2 separate regions of the Zea mays genome follow, and region 2 is linked to region 1. The links are chromatin contacts, called in public Hi-C maps. All regions are on one chromosome and are shown on one strand. The core of a region is the stretch at or near the end of the contact, and the rest is flanking DNA. Distances in the headings are between cores, read along the strand shown. Region 1 holds the start of LOC103636168 (serine/threonine-protein kinase). Region 2 holds the start of LOC100217250 (ATP-dependent protease La (LON) domain protein).

What was found. Hi-C and Micro-C count contacts between places; a contact is called where the count stands out from the background.
Region 2: a contact with region 1 is called in a Hi-C map of leaf, with 5 times the contacts expected there. The contact joins the promoter of LOC100217250 here to the promoter of LOC103636168 in region 1. A contact is called at or near these places in 2 of 25 Hi-C or Micro-C datasets (bundle sheath and leaf).

Annotation. Positions count from the first base shown.
Region 1 is chr1:71,294,864-71,298,975 of Zm-B73-REFERENCE-NAM-5.0, reverse strand. LOC103636168 (serine/threonine-protein kinase) reads left to right here and starts at 2,166. Exons shown (of 3, transcript XM_008658520.4): 1 at 2,166-3,118. The coding sequence starts at 2,506.
Region 2 is chr1:71,608,114-71,612,845 of Zm-B73-REFERENCE-NAM-5.0, reverse strand. It overlaps LOC100217250 (ATP-dependent protease La (LON) domain protein), which reads left to right and starts at 1,598. Exons shown (of 2, transcript NM_001143605.2): 1 at 1,598-1,822; 2 at 3,197-4,467. The coding sequence starts at 3,210. The coding sequence ends at 4,136.

The sequences.
Region 1 (4,112 bases), core at 917-3,416:
TGGGTCGGGCGAGGCGGAGGTCGTTCGGCAGAGGCCAGGGCGGAGTCCGAGCCCTGGGGTCGGGCGAAGCGGAGTTCGTCGTCTTCTGGGGCTGAGCCTGAGTCCGAGCCCTGGGTCGGGCGGAGCGGAGTTCGCCGTCTTCTGGGGCTGAGCCCGAGTCCGAGCCCTGGGTCGGGCGGAGCGGAGTTCGCCGTCTTCCGGGGCTTAGCCCGAGTCCGAGCCCTGGGTCGGGCGGAGCGGAGTTCGCCGTCTTCCGGGGCTTAGCCCGAGTCCGAGCCCTGGGTTGGGCGGAGCGGAGTTTCCTATGGCGCCTTTGGCAGGGCCTGACTGCCTGTCAGTCTCACTCTGTCAAGTGCACTGCAGTCGGAGTGGCGCAGGCGGCGCTGTCCTTCTGTCAGACCGGTCAGTGGAGCGGCAAAGTGACGGCGGTCACTTCGGCTCTGCCGGGGGGCGCGCGTCAGGATAAAGGTGTCAGGCCACCTTTGCGTTAAATGCTCCTGCGACTTGGTCGGTCGGTGCGGCGATTTAGTCAGGGTTGCTTCTTAGCGAAGGCAAGGCCTCGGGCGAGCCGGTGATGTGTCCGCCGTTAAAGGGGGGCCTCGGGCGAGACGGAAATCCCTCGGGGTCGGCTGCCCTTGTCCGAGGCTAGGCTCGGACGAGGCGTGATCGAGTCGCTCGTATGGACTGATCCCTGACTTAATCGCACCCATTAGGCCTCTGCAGCTTTATGCTGATGGGGGTTACCAGCTGAGAATTAGGCGTCTTGAGGGTACCCCTAATTATGGTCCCCGACAAATATATAGGGGCAGAATATAATGCTGTTGTGGTGTGTAATAATTTGGTGCATAGTGTGCAACAGTAGTTTCTGAGTATGTGTATCCGGTTTGTCATGTGATAAATCCAAACTGGCCGGTTGTGTTCGCTAATATTAGGGCACCACGCGGTGGTCCTGGTGCATCCTCGGACTGTCCGGCACGGAAAGACGGAGGGTCCGCGTAAGGGCCGGACTGTCCTGGCAAAAGCTCGGACGGTCCGACCGTGTCTAGGGGCGTCGATCTGTCAAGCAGGGACGACAGTGGTGGTATTTGCCCTGGATATTAGTTCATCGGCATACCATATAATGGTTGGGGCTGCGAATCCATATTTGTTGCCGATGTATTAGATATCGATATCCTATTACTAGTTTCATATGATGGAAAACTAGGAGCAATAGACTTCTCCAACGCACGTGTTAATTTTCTAATTGATTATTCTAACCCGCCAATATGTTGTTTCATTTGATTATGTTGCTGATCTACATAATGTTTAATAGATTGGATGTCGTGGGGTTTTCTTACGTTGGGGACTTGAAGCGAAGATAAAAGAGATGCAACGTCGGTCTCTCCATATTTGACAACCTTCTGCTGGCGATCCACCGTGTATTGTGACAAGAATTTCTCCTTCGCTTGACGCATGTAGTCTTCGTATTGAAGTTGTCCCTCAGCCGTCAGACTTTCAACAACCGACTTTAGGATATTGTCCGAGGAAATATCGATGTGATCTTTAGAACCGACCATTTGAGGCCTGATTTTAGTAGATACCGGTGTGTCTTGGTGTCGGTAGGCCGCCCGAGACGCCTCTAGTCGACGTAGAGCCGAAGAGAGGTGAAGGTTTGAGGTAGAGGATGCTAAACTTGGGCTAAACTAGAGTTACTTCTAATGTATAAAGTAAAAACGATAAGTATAATTGATTGGATCGATTTTAGGGGTTTTATCGGTCGTAGCCCTTCATCTATATAAAGAGGGAGGTTTGTACCCGTTACAAGTCGGTTCCCGAGTCAATTCCGCAGGTTTAGCTAACAAATCTTGCAAGAAATCCGAAGCCATAATCGATTCTGCGCTGCTACGACGGATAGTCCGAACCGCGGGCCTGGACTGTCCACAAGGATATTTTCAGTGTTCAACAAATCGGATGGGTTTTTTTTATCCGTGTGCGCATCTCTATTTTTTTTTTTTTGAACAACATGAAAGCTAGCTACTATGTATCGGCAGCCAAAAAGGAAAAAAAAAAGTGTTGTGAAATTGAGGAAAAGACAGGAAGAAAGGAAATCGAAGCATAGGAAAACTGGAAATCCACGGCTGGGAGGGCCGGTGGGGCGCACATATGCATGCGATCGAGGCGTTGAGCTGTCAAGTCAGCGGTCAGCGCGGCGATATGTCTTCTGTCTGCTGTGGACTGGAACGGAAAGCCGATCGGCTCAACCAACGCGCCATCCATTTTACTCGGCATGGTTTTGGTTGGTAGGTAGCTATGCTTCACCGCGGGCCGAGCCGGCCTCTACAAATACTCATCCATGTGCTTCTCATTTCCTCGGCCACCACCACCACACAACACCCACACGCGCGCCGCGCCTACTCGACGACCTAGATAGCTGCTAGCGAGCCTGTCCATCGATCGGCCTCGTGCTTGAGCTCAAACCTGTTGCATGGTGTGCGTGCGTGGCATAGATAGATAGACAGATCGACGATGGCGAGGTCATCCAACAAGAAGAAGTCGCAGCAGCTGAAGCAGAAGCCGGTGTCGGCGTGGCAGTTCCTGTTCCGCGGGTGCCTGGGCGGGGCCGCGTCCGGGAGCAGGCGGCGGAAGAACAAGGTCCAGCCGCGGTCGTCCACGCAGCAGGGGCGGGCGGCGCCGCCGTCCCCCGCGCCGTCGTCGTCGACGGGGCTGCAGCACCAGCGGCTGTCGCTGACGGACGTGATGAGCACGGCGTCGGACCAGGACCTGTCGGTGTCGCTGGCCGGGTCGAACCTGCATGTGTTCACGGTGGGGGAGCTGAAGGCTGCGACGCAGGGGTTCGTGGACAGCAACTTCCTGGGCGAGGGCGGGTTCGGCCCCGTGTACAGGGGCGCCGTGGCCGAGGGCGCCAAGCCGGGGCTCCGCTCGCAGCAGATCGCCGTCAAGCTGTGGGACCCCGAGGGCACGCAGGGCCACAAGGAGTGGCTGTCGGAGGTCATCTTCCTGGGCCAGCTGCGCCACCCCAACCTCGTCAGGCTCGTCGGCTACTGCAGCGAGGAGGAGCACCGCCTGCTGGTCTACGAGTACATGCCTAAGGGGAGCCTCGAGAACCACCTCTTCAAGAGTGAGTAGTATTACCACGCCCCATCCATCGTCACCTACTCTCAGCAAATTTTATCATTTCCTGTTCAATTTGTCAAACGCGATGGGTGCAATCCATCATCCAGTTCGTTCGTACGACGTGCTCCAGCTAGCCCGCACTAACAACTACAAGTCGTCAACTGATGGTTGGATTAGCATTAGCTAGAGGTGTGGTACACGGCCAAATAAACACTGTTCATTTGAAAGGGCTATCTAGCTAGGAGGGAGTCCGAGCTGGTGGTTGACCGCAACGTTGCATTAAACTGTTGATCCTGTTATGATTTATATGAGTTTGGTCAAAATTGTTAGAGAGATCTGGCTTAAAACAAATGCAAAATGCCATAATTTAAGGATGAATATAATACACAAAAAAAAAACAATCCACTATGTATATGAGCGCGCGCTTGCATTTGGCTGCTGTTATTTAGAATATTCTAAACTTAGGTTTAGACCTTAGTTTTTTAAACCATAATATTTTAAACTGTAGTATTGTCTTGATTAAATTATAATGTAATATTTCAAAAACTATGGTTTTCCAAAACGTTGTTCACGAACAGGGCCTTATGCATATATGCATGCATGCTATCCGGGGACGGGGATGTTGAAAGTTGACAAGCAATGGTATATACTGCAGCTAGCAATCATACTGAATACAATGAATCAATATCGTTAATTACGTATTTGTTTTTATTTGTTAATGCTGAATGGTGCGTGCTTGTCTCTTCTAACTATCATCCGAACGACATCCATGCATCTGTAGTACTATATGTAAATTTAAAATGATTATATTGAACCATGCATGCTTGTAGAATTCATGTTGGTTCATTATATATCTCCAACGGTTTTGTGCTTATGTCCGACGGCTTTGATCCTAGGACTAGAACATTTCGAGCTTTTTTGGTTTACTGCATAACTTGTCACACTTTGCCTAACTTTTCTAACTAAGGTTAGTTCTTCAATTCGGACGACTAACCTTA
Region 2 (4,732 bases), core at 349-2,848, 310 kb before region 1:
GGTCAGTGTAGGGAGGTCCTTGGTTGATTTTGCTGCGATGGCGGTCAGGCAAGAACCCTGCATTGGAGCTTCCCATAAACTGTAGCGGGTTTTCTGAAGCTAGTGGAACTTTGTAAAGGCCTCGTAGTGTTACCCTGCCTCGCCTCCTCGGTAGAGGTGTATGGGAAGTCGCGATCCCTTGGCAGATGGGTAACATGACTTGTGGGTAAAGGGTACCACCTCTGCAGAGTGTAAAACTGGTATACTAGCCGAGCTCACGGTCATGAGCAGCTCAGGACTCTCTGATGATTAATTTATGGAACTAAATTCAATTTGTCATATGCATTGCATCGCAGGTGATGTTGTTACTTTTGTTCTACTACTTAATTGGGTTTGGTATTTACTTATACTTACTAATTGCTAATAAAATTTTGACCAACTTTAAAAGCAATGCTCAGCTCTAACCATCCTCTTTGGTAAGCCTTACACTTCACGTGAACTCCCACCTTTGGTGAGTTCATGCACATTTGTCGGGGACCATAATTAGGGGTACCCTCAAGACGCCTAATTCTCAGCTGGTAACCCCCATCAGCATAAAGCTGCAAAGGCCTGATGGGTACGATTAAGTCAGGGATCAGTCCACACGAGTGACTCGATCACGCTTCACCCCGAGCCTAGCCTCGGCCAAGGGCAGCCGACCTCGAGAGACTTCCGTCTCGCCCGAGGCCCCCCTTTTTACGGCGGACACATCACCGGCTCGCCCGAGGCCTGCACGCCACCATAGATTGACAAGAGGAGTCCGAGGAGATGTATCGTCACGAGCAGGTCAACCGCTCAAATAGCTGTGTGCATATGTTTATAAAGTACATTTTTTCTAACAAATTGTAAAAGATAAGGAGGGTTCGACCAGATCTCAGCTGCGGCGAGCGTCATAGCTCGCCACTACATGCATCTACTTGTAGGTCCGCTTGTGTACGGTAGAGGTGGGTTGGTATGCGTTGTGATGTGAGTGTGTGCATAGTTGTACATAAACAGATACTTGTATGTAAGTGAGAGACAATAAAAAAAGTATATATGTTTTTTGCAGACGCTTTAATAAGTGAGAAGGAGTGGGGGGCAAAAAAGCGGTGAGCGATAGATAGTTGGAGTCGTCGTGTCTGTGATAGAAGATCGCTGTCTGGAAAACGGAATCCCGCTGCGAATAAAAGAAGTGATCGACCATTTGAAGCAACGAACAAAGGATCTTAGGGCGAACAAATTGGTTCATCTCTATAAATTATAACTATAGCAGTTTAAACTGCCAGTTTTTATCTGAACCGAACGGACAGACAGGTGTTCCAAACGCCACCACGGACCACGCCAGGCCGGCCGGCCGGCGCGCCAAGAGAGAGAGAGAGGTGGCCCAGGTGGGCGTGGCACCCTGTTTTAGTTTTCGCCGACGTTTTGTCACTGCCGCTACGCTAGGCGACAAGCAGAGATAAGATAACCCATCCAATCCTATCCTACTACGGTGGGGACCACCGCCAGCTGCTGCCCCCTCCGTACTTTGCTTGCGATTGGAGAATTTACTAGCATTTGGGATGTATAAAAGTGCGAGCCTCTATCTATCTACTAGTACTATAGATTATTATTATTATCATAGGGGTCGGATCCTCCTCTGCTCTTATCCACTCGCCTACTACCTCCTCTTTCTCCGCCCACCTCCACCCCCTTCCCTGCTCTCTCCCACTACTGCCCCCTTTCGCCGTCTCCCTTCTCCCATCCCTTCCGCCGTTTCTGCCTGCTGCGAACCCGGCGGCAACCGACCTCGATCGTCGCCGTTCGTCCGCCGACCACCGCCAAGGTAACAACACCAGCAACCCCTACCACATCTTCCCCACACCACCGCGTTAGTCCTTTCCTGTCGCCTGCGTGCTTCTGGCCTTCTGCCATGTCCCCGGCAAACCTCTCTGTTCGACAACGTAACTAAGCCACGTCTCAAAGACCCGCCATCCGCGCGCCTAGTTTTCCAGAGTCCTTTCTGTCGCCGCACATCCGGCATACCCGGAGTTACGAGGAGTACTAGCGGCAGTTTCCATCGATTTTTATTTATTTTTTTAGGATGATAAGCACACCAGACACTTATCTTTTTTTTTTTCCTTCCTTCTTTTTCTCTCAACACCAAGGGTTCTTACACATAAGAGCATCTCCAACAACGTGACCTATAAAAATGCCTTATAATTTAAAAATAAGTAAATTGTATAGAATTTAGGGCACCAATAAAACACCCCGCTCCAACAGTAAAGCCCCAAATCTACATTATAGGGCAGCTCACTACGGTGTAGTATATTTGAGGCACTTGAGAGGGTGCCCTATAGTTTTTTGACAAAATTTGTTGAATTGAGGCACTGTTGGAGTGATTTTTCCTGTGTAGAGCCCTATATTTCAATTTGAGGCACTAGTTTAAGGCATTGTTGGAGATGCTCTAAGTACAGACAGGCTTCCCAACAACTCTACAAACTTTCCATCTCAAACAAACCTTCTGCAATCATATGTGGATAGACATTTCATGGCCTTTTCCCATTTTTTTAGGCCCTCTTTGGAACCTAGATAGCTGTTTAAATTAGATCTTCCAAACACACTCAGCTAATACCTAGCTAATTGTTAGTCACCTCATAATTAGCAATTAGTTTATTAGCCGGTTCAACCTAAATAATAATTTGTTTGCTAGTTACTCTCTCCGTCCACAAGAATTAGTCCTTTAGATTTGTTCTAAATTAATCACTATTAACTTCGACCAGTTACACCGAATATTTCATAAGATTTTATAATACAAACATAACACAAAAGTAAAGGTACTAGATTTATCATGACTCGAACTATTATAATACATAATTATTATAGTTTAAAATATTTTAATCTTATATATATATATATATATATATATATATATATATATATTGTTGTTCAAATAGTGTGACTTAGAATAAATCTAAAACGACTAAATCATGTAGACGGAGAGATATATATTGTTGTTCAAATAGTTTGATTTAGAATAAATCTAAAACGACTAAATCATGTAGACGGAGAGAGTAACTAACATGACCTATCATGCAGCCGCTTCATTAGAGGCCATAATATAACCGCCCTTTAATCTTTCCTCTCTGTCACAGTGTCACTAACTCTTTCACTAAACTCTTATACGCCGTATGCATCTCTCTTGTTTTGTTCTGCGCAGAGGCAGAGTTGATATGGCCCTCAAGACCCCGCACCTCCCATCCAATTTCGCGAGGCGGCCAAGCAGCCACCACAGCTTCAGCCAGTGGCACTCGCCTCCGCACCACCCAAAGCTTCCTCCAAGGCCCGACCCGCAGACAAGAGTTGCCATTGCCACGAAGCCGCCGCCGCCGCCGCATGTCGTCCGCAAGAGGAGCACGACGTCGACGTTGATGAGGTGCAGGGACGGCCTAGGCCTACACGGCTTCACGGACGACGAGGCTGTTCATCAGACCCCGGAACCGGAAGACCACCAGACCACCGAGCTCCCCGTCGTGACGCACCCGTCGGTCGTCTTCCCCGGCGCCACGCTGCAGCTGCACGCGTTCGAGTTCCGGAGCCGCATCATGGCGCACACCCTGCTGCAGCAGGGCCTCAGCTTCGGGGTCGTCTGCCGCGGGGGGGTAGCGGACGTGGGGTGCGTCGTGCACGTCGTGGAGTGCGAGAGGCTCACCGACGGCCGCTTCTTCCTCACCTGCGTGGGCAGGGACCGGTTCCGGGTCGTCGAGACCGTCAGGACGAAGCCCTACGCGGTCGCACGGGTCCAGGTCTTTCGGGACCGTGACCACAGCCACCACCACCACCACCACGACCTGATGCAGCAGGTGGAGCGGCACCTCGGGAACGTGGCCGCGCTCGCGGACAAGCTGGGCCAGAAGCCGCCGCCGCCGCTGCCGTACCGCCAGGGCGACCGGCGGCTGCACACCGCCGCCTCGCTCTCGTTCCTCGTCGCGCGCCTGTTCGTCGACGACCGCCGGGAGCAGCAGGCGCTGCTGCGGATGGACGACGCCGCGCAGCGGCTGGCGCGGGAGGGGGAGTACCTGGAGCGCAGGAGCAAGTACCTGGCGGCCTTGGCGGCGATCAAGGACGCGTTCCAGCACTCGTCCTGCAACGAGAAGTAGATCGCGGACCTGTACATTTTCAAGGGTAGAAGAACTGTACAAGTTCCCTGGTGAGGTCTGACCGTCTGTTAATACCTAAGGGTTTGATTAGTGAGTTGGTCTGTTTTTGTATGTTGGTTTAGTCCTTGGTGTTTCCTGGAAAAGATTGGGACGATGATCTAAAGCTCTAAAAAAATAATAAGAAGGGCAATAAGCAACCAGACTATATGCTTGCTGTTGGTATTGCTTCAGCTACGACCAGCTCCTGCTGCTGCCTGTACATTCTTGCATGGCCTTTCTGTGCTGCCACTTCTGCTGCTATTTCTAATAAACTGATGTACTCATTCGTGTGTATATATGCTATTTCTAGATGTATGTTTCAGAGTTTACATTGGGCTGATACAGCACTGCTGGAGGCACTCCCAACAACCTCAGCATTATCAGTATACGCAGACTCCAAAGTTTAACATAAAAGCGCATAACATTTTTATAGCAATCAACGCTTCCTTTCAAAAAAAATTTTTATAGCAATCAACTCAAAGGCTTAGATTACCACACCCTATGCCTGGAACTGGAAGAAACACGAGATTTTACATTTTATTTACATGGCAAGCACT